2 separate regions of the Mus musculus genome follow, and region 1 is linked to region 2. Evidence: chromatin contacts called from public promoter capture Hi-C data. All regions are on one chromosome and are shown on one strand. The core of a region is the stretch at or near the end of the contact, and the rest is flanking DNA. Distances in the headings are between cores, read along the strand shown.

Region 1 (6,654 bases), core at 333-2,832, 920 kb after region 2:
GACGCTAGAGAGAATTAACCCCGGGTATGTGGGAGAGTCTGGAAAAAAAGTAGGGGGAGGGAGGCAGAGCCAGAGAAGAAATGACACTCATCCCTGGACTGTGTTTTTCTAAAGGCTTTCTCTTAAAAAATGAAGGCAAGACTAGAACCTAGTGAGGGCCTTACAAGGATGTCAAACAAATAAAAACCAGTACTTCCAAAGCTGCAAGCGATAGAAGCCCACATTAAAAAAAAAAAAATCAAAACTTTAATCTTTAAAAGGCAGGGAAATTTGGATCACATAGATGAGCTGACTAGAAGTAGATTAGGCAACAGGGTTTTAGGCATGACTGGATCTAGGTGCTTCAAAGACAGTATCACTATTGATCTGCCTGACACTCTCCAGAGCCAATTTACCAATAGGATGTGACCATAGAGTCTGTGACTTTTTAAAAGAGGCCTAAAAAGTGTGTTGGAGATGTTCCTGTGTTTTTTATTTCAAGTCTGAGATAGAGGAGGAGGGGAAGAGGGAGGTGGAATGAGAGGAGGCCAAGGAGGTGGAGCTTCCTCTCAGTGCCCAAACTGTCCTTCCCTAGCCTTGACATTTGCCACCACTGACCACTGGTCCCTTCTTGACATTCCTGCCCAGCTTTTCCTCTTGCCCCTTTGCCCTGTTTCCTATTCTTCCCCGAGAAGAGAGATGACCCAAGAAAAACATTGGAAGGAGAGTCCCATGGCCTCGATGGTTTTTGTTTGTCTGTTTAGAGACAGGCTAGCAATATGCAGCCCTGGCTGGTCTGGATCTGGATATGTAGACAAGGCTGGCCTTGAACTCACAGATCTGCCTCTGCCTCTGCCTCTGCCTCTGCCTCTGCCTCTGCCTCTGCCTCTGCCTCTGCCTCTGCCTCTGCCTCTGCCTCTGCCTCTGCCTCTGCCTCTGCCTCTGCCTCTGCCTCTGCCTCTGCCTCTGCCTCTGCCTCTGCCTCTGCCTCTGCCTCTGCCTCTGCCTCTGCCCCTGCCTCTGCTTCTGCCTCCAAAGCATCTGGATCAAAGGCATGGACCACCACACCTGGCAGCCTGGGTAGTTAAGAACCTTCACTAGGGTGCGGAGAGGCTGCAGTGAGGAGCTACTCAGGGGTGAGATTAAGGAAGTGGCTCAAGGACAGGCTTTGTCACAGCTCAGGACAGAGCCCACAGGCTGGGGAGGCAGTGCTGAGCAGACTTGATGTGGTCTAAGATGCAAATGTGGGGGACAGATGCTGGGATGACACAGGGTTTCTGTTCTGAGGTGACAGAGATGCTGGTTTGGTGTGAAATAGTTCAGCCTGTGCATGTCAGATGTCAGGAGGTTAACAGACATCTGGTCCCTCATGCCCACCGTAGGATGGGACATAAGTGGGGTACCTGGACCTTTGGAAAGGCTAGATTTCTGCTTCAGAACCTCATCAGCATGAGAGTGGACATATCCATCCCTTGTGGAAATGTTCATCCCTCCAGACAGGTCACTTGCATTAGGCCAGAATAAGGAACCCCCAGGGACAGTGAGTGACCACACCCACTTCTTTGAAAAAAAAAAAAAAGCCTCAGCAGGATATGCCTGGGAGGGGCTTTGTGGGCCATGAGGAAGGGGAAGGGGAAGGAAGGGGAGGGACAGGACTAGCTGTGTGAGGAAGAACTTTTTCTGCAGATCTCTAGAGTGGACAGTCAGGACGACAAGCTCTCTTTGGCTCCTTTGGGACATCTGGTCCTTGGGGTTGCTGGCCTCCTGAACAGGACCTCAGGAGCTCATTGGCTGGAGGGTCTGGGGACGTGGACAACTGTGGTCCAGCTAAGGTAGGTTCTGACTGGGGCAGAGTGTCTGAGGAGGGAGTTGGGAGAGACAGGGCTGGACCCAGATGAGGTTCAACATGGAAGCGGCTGGTGGATGAAGAGCCCTAAGGAGCCCACGTCTCAGAAGGCTGGTCCTGCTGTGACAGTAAGAGCACCTGCCAGCTATTTCTGTTCAACCTATTTTCCAATGAGGAGAGGACCCAAGATCTTGTGAGGAGACCTTTCTTGTTTTACCCCTCGAACTCTGTGCCTGTTAGCGATAATAGGGTAAGGCCAATGCTGTATAGCTGTGATTCTTTCAGGAACTAGAGGTTGGGTGGGTAAGTGCTTCAATGCCCATCTTGGGTCAGGAATAGACCAAGACTCAGCGCAGGGAAGTAAATCGCAGCAGGTCACAGAATAAATGAGCGAGCAGGGAGAATCCTGAATCCCTGTCTATGTTGCTTCCAAGACGTCATCTGTCCATCTCTCTTCTGGGTATTTAGTGACTGTCAGGGCTGGCTGGTGTGGTGTGTATGTGTGTGTGTGCGTGCACTCACACTCTCACAGAGAGACCAGGAGGGGGTACAGGGAGGGGCATCTGTGCTCTTAGGTTGTTGGCCTCCTGCTCCAGGGGCTGAGACAAGGCCTTGGTTGTCTGATACAGTAATATAAGGCAAAAAATTGCTGGTGAGCCGGGACTTGGAGACAGATATAGGGAAAGTGAGGTGAGATCAGGATGAAGCTTCAGAGATCGGGAGGGCTTATATGCAGAGGTGAGGCTGGCCCTGGAGCACCCCTGGAGGAGAGAGCCCAGAGTGCAAATCTCAGAGGCAGGTCAGTAGATATATGATTGAGGATGAGGGAGCAGAGACCTAGAGACTTTGTGTGGCAAAAGATGCAGTGTGGGACTATCCTCATTCATTGATTTAGCTCCGGGCAGGTCTCATGTCTTACCAGGCACAGTTCTCCTGCCCATCCTATGTGACAAGGGCTGCAATGGTGTTTCCTTTAAAGCTGAGGAGGGCTGGGGCTGTTGCTCAGTGGCACAGCACCGTGCCTAGCATGCAAAAAGCCCACAGGTTTGTAAATAGGTATGGAGTAAGAAAGAGGAGAGAGGGAGGGAGAGAGAGAGAGAGAGAGAGAGAGAGAGAGAGAGAGAGAGAGATTGAGAGAGAGAGAGAGAGAAGCCGTTCAGACTTACAATAGCCTCAGTATAGGCTAGGTTAGACCCCAGTCAGTGTGGGCTAGGATGCAGGGCCTCATCACCTGTCACAGGCCTACTGCAATGCCCTCATGCTGTTTCCAAGGCCATGATGCCTGAAAGGCACACAAAGGCCAGGCTTCAGTTCCTGTGGCCCCTCAGCATCCAGGACCCTCGGATCCTCTCAGCCTCCCTGGGAACAATGTTGTTGCTCTTACTGCTCTGTCCTATTCAGGTGTTTCCTTTAAGCACCGCTAGACACCCCAAGGAAGTTGGCCCGAAGCCCTTTACAGAGCCTGCAAGGAGGCAAGGTCTTTAGGAATCTTTAAAATCCTGATTGGCCCTGGGGGCTGAGGAGGGTCCCAGAAACTCAGAGCTCTGCCTGCATTTCCGCTTGCCCACTAATCACTTGCTATGGTTTGAAGATCTGCCCAATAGTCATATGCTGTTGTTTAATTTAAAGAAAAAAAAGTTATATTGTCTGTTAAGTGTGGTCTGCCCCTGAACTCCGGCAGTGAGAATGGATACTCCGGTGGGAGAGGCAGGCGGGGAGGCTACATGGAGAGGTGAGAGGTGGTGAACGTGGGTGACAGAGGCTCCGCAGGCTGTTTCCATCTCTGCGTATCTCTGTCTCTCTGGGGGGGGGGGTGACTGCAGGTCATAGGGAAGCAGAAAGACTACCTGCAAGTTCTCTGCTGTTGCTCCAGGGTTTGGCCTTGCAAGAGGGGCTGTATCAGGCCGGACATGCATACAGTGTCCGTCTGTTTGGACGGCTGGGCGCAGGGATGCTGTTGGAATGCGTGCAGCAAAGGACAGGGCTGTGAGGCTCTTTCAGAGCTTCAGCCCCAATCCCAGCCCAGCAGCTCTGAGCTTCCTCCAGCAAGGCTGCTGACAGGATCACACAGAGGCTACAAGGGCCCAGGGCTCCCATTCACTCTTCCCACCTGTTACACTCAAGGCTGTAGCCTGCCTCACACACCTGCCCCAAGAGCTGATCCTTGCTAATGTTCTGAACTTAAGAGAAAGCTCTCTGGGTCCCCCCCAGTCCCTCCTCCCTTTTTTCTTTCCCTTGTTTATTTATTTATGTACTTATTTTGTCTCTGATCTCATCTTTCTGTCAAAAAATAATGAGGGGTCTTCTGTTTAATTATTTAAGTGTTTGTGTGTGTGTGTGTGTGTGTGTGTGTGTGTGTGTGTGTGTGTGTGTAGCAAACACCCAGATGGAGGTCAGAGGATAATCTGTAGGAGTTGCTTCTCCCTTCCACCTGTGAGTCCCAAGGACCAAACTCAGGTCGTCAGGCTTGGCTGCAAGCACCTTTCCCCACAGAGTCATCTTACTGGTCCCAAGAATGGTGAAGGAATTTTTGGTCTTTCTTACAAGTTAGTCTGCCACTTGAGGGTGCTGCATAAACCATGAGACCTAACGACAGAGAAAGAAGAAAAGAAAAGAAGAAACTCATTAAGAGAAAAAAATGTATTTCAGCACAGGAAACACTAAGGATAAGATAGGGTCAATTCTCTTGATCTCATCACCCCACATTTCACACACATATGACGTCACTTTGTGACTGGTAAGTGTTCATTATTGCAAACTGTCTATCTATCTCTGACTAAAGACTAAAAATGAAATATATTGAATCATACACCAAGCCTCCAAGCCTCTCTTTAACTCCGCGACCTCTCGTTTTTTCTTTCTAGCCTCACTTTATTGCATTTATCAAATAATACACAATTTAATTACTTAGTTTGTTGCCCAAGCCCTCCACCCTCACTTCACATTCTATTGCCTTTCCGTGCACACACAGTGTTCCGTGAATAGCTGAGTGAATGGGTGGATCCATCTACCTATTCCATTTCAATGCGACATTCTTTCCCCTGCTAGTGTTTGGGTTGAACTTAGGGCCTCAAACAAACTAGGCAAGTGCTCTCCTACTGACCTATATCCATCCCCTAGGCAAGTGCTCTCTTACTGACCTATATCCCCTAGGTAAGTGCTCTCCTACTGACCTATATCCATCCCCTAGGCAAGTGCTCTCCTACTGACCTATATCCCCTGCCCACTTTACTTTTCCGTTTGAGACAAGGTCTCACCTTGAGCTCATCCTGTAGCCCTGGCAAGCCTTGAACTTGGGATCCTCCTACTTAGACTTCCATAACAAGTTTGTGCTACATCTGTGCCACTTGACCCAGCAAAGATTCCATTCTTATGCTTGCTTATAAGATGGTTTCTGGCATGTAAGGATAGACGGTCAAGGATGAGGTAGTGGGTAAAACAGAGAATGGATGTTGTGGGGCCCAAAAGGTCAGAGTCCATGATACCTGCCATAGGCCACATCTGCTGGGATTCTTCCTGGTTGAGTCTTGCTGTCCTGAGGCACCGCATCTTTGCAGTCATTAGGGGAACTAGGAGATGGTGGGACTGTGAGCTGAGCTCTGGCGTGCCTTTGGCTGCTCAGTGTCTTTTTTTTTTTTTTAATCCAAAATCATTTATTTCTTTATTTCTGTTTTAAACTTCTTTTTTTATTTCTTTTTTATTAGGTATTTATTTCATTTAAATTTCCAATGCTATCCCAAAAGTCCCCCACACGCTCCCCCACCCACTCCCCCACCCTCCCACTCCCACTTCTTGGCCCTGGCGTTCCCAACCAGATAAAGTTTGCACGACCAATGGGCCTCTCTTTCCACTGATGGCCAACTAGGCCATCTTCTGATACATATGCAGCTAGAGACAGGAGCTCTGGGGGTACTGGTTAGTTCATATTGTTGTTCCACCTATAGGGTTGCAGACCCCTTCAGCTCCTTGGGTACTTTCTCTAGCTTCTCCATTGGGGGCCCTGTGATCCATCCAATAGCTGACTGTGAGCATCCATTTCTGTGTTTGCTAGGCCCCGGCATAGTCTCACAAGAGACAGCTATATCTGGGTCCTTTCAGGCTGCTCAGTGTCTTGCACGTACTTTGTGACGTGACATTGCAACTTGAGCTGTCCACGATGGAGCCTGAGTCAGATCAGCCATCTGCGGTGACACCATGTGAGTGTGGCAAAGCACAAGGTCCTTCCCTGCCCTGTGTCCACCTTCCCACTCTGTAGAGCTACGGTCTTTTTGTCATTGTTCCTGGCATCAGTACAATCTGTTTTTTAAGCCGTATGCTGTGCCAGCTGTGCCCAGCAGACTTGCCTGTCTCAGGGCTGTTTGGGGATAGTGACACTGTCTTGTTTTCCAAAAGCACCAGGCTTTTAATTTTTGGTAAAGGGACCTTCCATATGACATAAGCAATGTAACTGACATAATGTGAGAGTGCTGCACAAAACGGAGCTCCTGCCCTGGGGGAGCAGCACTCTAGTGGAGGCAACCAGAGGGCTAACAAACACAGTGTAATAAATCAGGTGCTGTGTGGCGATACTGAGTGACCATTAATGTTGCCTGATGATGTATATGATGTACATAGACGTCATGGGACTGTCCTTATGCCCAGCTCGTATCAGGCAGTCTGTGATTACCTTGGCTTTCTTTTCTTAATTTCTCTTCTCCTCTCTTTCTCCTTCCTTCCTTCCTTCCTTCCTTCCTTCCTCTCTTTCATTCTCCCTTCCTTTCTTTTCTTTTCCTTCTTTGAGGAATGGTCTCACTATGTAATCCAGGCTAGCCTTAAACTCACAGGAATCC
Region 2 (6,525 bases), core at 3,232-5,731:
GACCCTATACCCTGTAGACTGTACGGGGGTGAATAATTTCTCCCCTCATGACTATGAAGCATTTATGAAAAGTGACTCACCCATGGCCAGATGTTCCTTCTTATTAATTATCATTATAACACAATACGATTCATCCTGCAGAGGATGAGAGCTGAGTGGCCTACTTCAGTTGATAATTTTCAACTCTCAGCCTCTATGAAAATGATCACTAGTCCTTTGCTTTTGAATCATGAGTTGCCTGCTGTCTCTCCTCTATACCTGTGGCCCTGAATGTAGACATCTCCATGGTTGCAGACGCCAAAATGGAAAGAGCTCATTAGTTTATTTCTCACCATCGACCTTTAAGAGAAGAGGACCATTAGTAAAACTCAAGCAACTTCCCAGACAAAACACAGACTCCATTACCCTGTTACAGATAACCACGTCACAGCAGAATCTGTCAGACCCTGAGAGATTAGCTGAGGAGAACCCTGAAGGATAAAGTCTTCAGGACTAATGTGATCTGCTTAGCCCAGGTCAGAGCATGTGTCCTGCCTTACAGAGGCCCAGAAAGGTGTCTGTTCATGAGCTGGTGGCCATATTGGATTTGCAGTGGCAGCCATTATTCTGTATGGTCACTGACGGGCTGTTGCTTGGGAATGTTTCTGCTTCTCAGTGTCACACAGAGCCAAGCTGTTACATCGGAAGCTTCTGGGGTTATTGTGATTCCACAATACTTGAAGAACTAGAAAAGGTGTTTCCGTACAGGTCCAAAGGCCGTTTTGCTTTAGCAGCACAGGGTGGGGCCTACTTACAAGAGCAGGGAATCACTATAATCCTTTATATGCATTTGTGCCACAAAGCTAAGGGGTTGAGTTCCCAGCCAACCCTCTCTCCTATACTTCCCAGAGGTGACATGATGGACTGCTGCCAGTGGGGGCCCTGCTTCCAGACAGAGCTCTTATCTGAGTGGCCAGTTTGAACCACTTGACAGACACAGGTGTTTTTCTTGTTGTCCCTCAGTTTGTTCAGTTTTTAAAATTATATGTATTGGGATTGTTTTGTTTTGTTTGCTAAAGGCATGGGCACTTGTGGAAGTCAACAGATAACCCTTGGAGCCTGTTGTCTCTTTCTGCTTGAGATTGTGTCTCAAAGACTAAACTCGGATCCTCAGGGTGGGGCTATCATCATCACCATCACCATCACCATCACCATCATCGTCATCGTCATCATCATCAAGACAATGTTTGTTATATCGATCAGGCTGGCCTGGAAACAATCCTCCTGCCTTAGCCTCCAAGTGTTGGGATTACAGTAGTGTATCACTGTGCTCGGGTCTGTGTTTCCTAGCTCTGATGATCTCACATCTCCTGTGGCTTCTCTGCATCCTCATCTATGCTCCCCACTCCTTCTTGCCTCTTTATCATTAGGAACTGAGCCACTGCTCTTAGTCCCTCCTCCCTATTTCATTGGCCCTTGCTCCTACTGCCCACAAGGTGTATAGCTGTGCACAGTTATCTTCTTCCCACTCTTGCTTCTCACTCCATCTTAAAAACTGGTGTTTTTTCCTCTAGTCAGAGATTGCAATAGAATTCCCTTTGATTTATTAAGATAGTCAATCACATGATATATATGATCCCTTCAAGGGTACCTTACTCAGACTGAGTGCTGAGTTAAAGATCAGTGGCCATGACTACAGCTGATGGCAGTCCCAGCATTACAGAGGAAAGAGAGTTTATCAAGCAGCCAAGGCTGCTCACAGCCACAGGCTTGAGAAGAGAAGGGTAAGTCCTACCAGTAGGTGAGAAGGAGAGATGAGAATGGAGACACATCAACATGGAAAGCTAAGAGCTGACGTGCTTAAACCAGAGGCCATTGCCAGCCATTCTTGTCTGTGCTACAGACCTTCATAGGAAAGCCAGGCATTGACTGGGTATTGACTGTGATGTTCCAGTTTCTCCAGATTGCACAGAGGGCAGGCTGTAGATAAGCCATGCATTCAGCTTTATTTTCTAGTTGGGCTTCCTAGTTCCCCTCACCAAGGGACTGGGGTTGGCTTTCCTCTGTGTATAACTTCTTTGCTGGAGATGCTATACCTGTGTATCTTCTGAAATAGTGACCCATGGTCCCTTAAGTCCAACCACTTGTCCCCATCACAAACCCCTTTTTAAAAAATTGTTGGCAGATATAGGTAACATAAAATCTCCCACTGTCACCATGCTTAAGAGTAGGGTCTAGTGACATTAAAGGCATTTATGCTGTATGCAGTCACCATCACCATCCATCTGCCAATCTTTTCATCTTACAGAATTAAAACTGGACCACCAGGTAACTTTCCATTCTTCAGTCTCCTTCTTGTCTCCAAGTTTGGCTGATCTAAGAACATCATCTAAGAAGACTCACATAGAATGTATCCATCTTGATGAGTTTAATTCAATTAGCATAGTGTAAAATAAACATAATGTTGGAGCATATGGCAGAATGTGCCTTCCTTGTTAAAGACAGAATAATACTCCATTGTATTTATTATTGTTACATAACTTGTGTATGTGTGTGTTCAAGTTTGTGTGTGTGTGTGGGGGGGTGCATGTGTGCATGTGTGTAGACCAGAGGCCAATGATAAGTGTCTACTTCAATTGTTTTCTACCTTACATTTTTTGAGATATGGGCTCTTATACCTAGAGCTCTCTGATTGGCTAGACTGACTAACCAGCAGGCTTTGGGGTTCTGCCTGCCTCTGCCTCATGCCCCCATCCCGCTAGTACTAAGGTTACAGACATACGTGACCATGCCTGGCTTTTCGTATGAGTGCTGGGAACCCAAACTCAGGTCCACATGATCGCACAACAGGTACACTGACCACTAAACCATCTCCCCAGGACCTAAACAACATTTTGTTGTTGTTTATACATTTATCCATTAAGGGACACTTGGATTATTTTTGTCACGAATAAGAATGTATAAATATCTCTTCAAAACATTGCTTTCAACTCTTTGGGGTGTGTATCCAGAACCCAAGTGATGCAGGTGATAACTCCTGTAGTTTTGGTTTGCATTTCCCTAATATTTCCATGATGTTGAGCATCTTTTTGTCTCCTTACAGGCCATGTTATAACTTTGGAAGGATGACCTGTGCTGATTTTTCACTCGGCTTATTTGCTTTTTGTTATCAAATGTAGACTTTGTCTTGTGCTCGGGGACAGCTGCCTGTCTCCCACACTTTGAGCCACTGTGAGAATAAAAACACGGCAGCAGCTCTTACCGAGTGTGCGCAGTGTCCTCACTGCACCAAGTGCTGTTTTATTTTTCCCTTCGCATCCATTTAGAAAGATACTCAAGTGTCTCTACTTAACCTCTGGGAAAAACCTGAAGCCTGCCTGCCTTGTCTGAGACCTCAGAGCAGTGTAACAGCAGCACCACTGAGACCCTGGACTGACTCCATTGCTGGGTGGTAACCTGATTTACATAATCCTATATAAAGAACCAGTCAGGGACTGCAGCCTCTTGGTAGAATGCTCATCTAGCATACAGAAGGCCCTGAGTTCGAGTCCTAGCACACACACAAAAAGCAATCAGTTGCTAAAATCCCAGAGTTTGTAACAGAAAGTAAACAGAAATATACAATCTGAGTGCTAAAACTTTAATGGCTCCAGAAGGCCTCTGTTTGTTTATTTGTCTATCTGTGTGTACATCTGTATGTGCACATATGTGTGTGTGTGCATGTGTGAACACAGCCATCTGTGTGTCATGGCATGCCTATCTCAGCTGCGAATCTTTGCCTTTCACCTCCTTTGAGATGATATCTCTTGTTTGTCCTTCCACACCTCAGGCTACCTGGCCCACGAGCTTCCAGGAGCTTCCAGATTTCCTGCCTATCTTCTGTCTTACCTAAAACCTCTGTGGTTATGGACATATTCTACTGTGGATATCTGGTTTTCTTGTGTTCTGGGGATCTGAATTTAGGTTCTCATGCTAGCTCAACAAACATTCTCCCCACAGAACTGACTCCCCAGCTTCCAGAAAGCTTTTAAACAGGACATCAGATTCACTGGGGATCCAGGCCCCTACCTAACCTATATAACTGGTAGTAGATACAGCATTGCTCTTGGGTCCAGCCCTGTCTTTACTTACAGCCTTTGGTGATAGATAGTGAGCATAGATTGAAAGCCAAGGCCAGAGATTAGTTTCACACAATCGTTCTTTCTGGAAATTCTCCACTCTTTTCATACTGGCTTTTATCAGACCTTGGATTCACACAGCTGGAGCCAGGCCCAAGCCAGAGCCCTGACTTAGGTTTGGGAAGAAGTTGGCTGAAACTTCTCCCAGCAGGGATAAGGCAGGCCCAGGGAGTCCTGTCTAAAATGCAGTAGACAAAGGTGCCCTTGTTCATAGGCCTTGGGGTGGGAGTCATCTGGTCAGTGACACAGGCTTGGCTATTGTATGCTCTGACCTAAGCCAATTTTTTTTTAGGCTGAGAAAGGGGGTGGGAGGGGAAGTCCTCTAGAAATTGTATCTGGAAAGGCCTGCATGGGCTGTTGATTTCCCAACAGGCACGGGAGCAGATTTGGGAGGAACTGTGCAATGTAGTGGGTTCTTTGTGAAAGAACAGAGATGTCAGTGATGAGAAAAGCCACAGGAACATCCCCCAGGGTGCTCAGCGCACTGGCCCCGGGGCAGCTGCTTGCTTCAGCCACACTTTCCTCAGAAGGTGCCATGCAGAACAAGTTGCCTGGAGCCCAGTCCTGAGCCTGGGGCTTCAGACCAGCCCTGGCATCTCTTCCATAGCAACTGCCCTTAAGGACCAGCTGAGCACTCATGGTAAGAACCACTCCTGCAGAAGTATGCTTGACCTACCCTCTCTGTCTGTTGTGAAAATGCCTTTCATAGTGCAGAGAGGAGATTCTGAAGACCCTGTGAGATTGGATAGTACTTGGTGAGTCTGGAAGTTCTGTGGACCCTGTGCCAAGAGGGCATATGTGCCCAAGACAAGAGCAGAAAGAGGAGGTATGGGCAGAGAGTAAACGATGGGTGGGGGTGGGGTGGGGTGAGGAGTTGTGTGGAAAGATGGGAGAGGAGTGTTTGGAGTGGGAAGGCTCACCTGAGACAGGTAGTTAAAGGCATGTGATGGAGAAGAGAGCCACTGTGGACTTATTTATACCTTTGTACCATTCTTCTTTTTCTATATATATTATATATTATATTTTTCTAAATATAAAGCATGGCTTCTTCCTGCCCATCTGGCATCTCCCCCATGCCCCAGATTTACCGGGAAAGTTCTGAGGTGCAAGATCTAGGGAAGAACAGTGAATCTCTGCATTAGGGGAAGGTAAAGGGAGCCTTTGGGTGTCTCCGCTCCCCAGATGGTAGTTAGGCAGCAGTGACATCTAACTCGGTTTCCAGATTGGCACATGCCTCCTCTCAGTTTGTCAGTGGAAGCTTTTCTGAGATAGTGGGGATAGAAAACCTTGTTTTGCTGACCTCTGAGCCTGGATGGTCGCCTTTCCTATGATCTGCCCTTTAGCCTAGGCTTTGTATGGCATCCCCCTTCCCACTGCTAAGGTTCTCTGTGGCTGTGAGGTCCAGTTCACAAGGCAAGGCTACTCAGATCCTTCATGGAATCTTCCTCCACCTTGCTAGGCCACCAAGCACCCCTGATTTGAACATTCCTTCCCAGAAGCTTGAACTGGGACCAGGAGAAGACAATAATGCTTGCTACCCAAGAGTATCCTCTAACTGGGACCCTTGACCTCCCAAGAATATGTATACGGAAGTTTTGTAATAATAAACCGGTGTCTGAATGGTCCAGGGGGGCTTAGACCCACAGATGTAGTGCTGGGCCAAGACTGGGATTCTACATTTTTAGTTATCTCCCAAAGGACACGTGTGATGCTGGTTCAGAGGACCACCCTTGGAGAGTTACTGCTGGAAGGACCACAGGCTAGACCATCATGTTATAACCAAGTGAGGAATGCTCAAGATTGGACTACGGCAAGCTATGGAGATGCTGCTGGGCCTGATCAGCCCTGAGGAGGAAGGGAGGATCCGCAGAGAACATGCACACTCGTATCCTGAGAGCAAGGAAGGGTTCAAGGCCAGCTTGTAGCAATGTGGGACACGTGGAGGTGCAGGTCCATTGCTGGGGTGTGCCTAAGTTGAAATGGACTGTGTGTCTAGGGTATAGTGGTGAAGTGGATATACTTATTACTTAGGTGACAGGCTCTACTGGAACCCGCCTGGTGTGTGACTCTGGCTTCTAGTGACACATTGACAGGAACAGAGACAGAAGCCCGGGATACCAGCTGGGAAAACAGGTTTCAGGACAGACAGCTCTGGGTCCTTGAAAGTGGCTTTCACAGTGAAGGGTCTATTAAGACAAAACTCAGTGTAGTGACAGATGCAATCCTAAGAGGCTGGGCACTGGCAGCGTTTACGAAGAGGACCAGGCTTCTGAGTCACATGTCTGTACATGAATATGACTCCCCTCCCTTCTCTACATAAATGGCACATCCTTAAAACAGATATACTAGCATTTAGAATCATTGAGCA

The links. Promoter capture Hi-C pulls out the DNA fragments that hold promoters and counts their contacts.
Region 1: a contact with region 2 is called in a promoter capture Hi-C map of pre-B cells, with 2.1 times the contacts expected there. The contact joins the promoter of Pik3r6 here to the promoter of Gas7 in region 2. A contact is called at or near these places in 2 of 39 promoter capture datasets (the C10 cell line and pre-B cells).

What each region holds. Positions count from the first base shown.
Region 1 is chr11:68,501,437-68,508,090 of GRCm38.p6, forward strand. Pik3r6 (phosphoinositide-3-kinase regulatory subunit 5) reads left to right here and starts at 1,583. Exons shown (of 20, transcript NM_001081566.2): 1 at 1,583-1,811.
Region 2 is chr11:67,582,019-67,588,543 of GRCm38.p6, forward strand. Gas7 (growth arrest specific 7) reads left to right here and starts at 4,482. Exons shown (of 14, transcript NM_001109657.3): 1 at 4,482-4,797. The coding sequence starts at 4,795.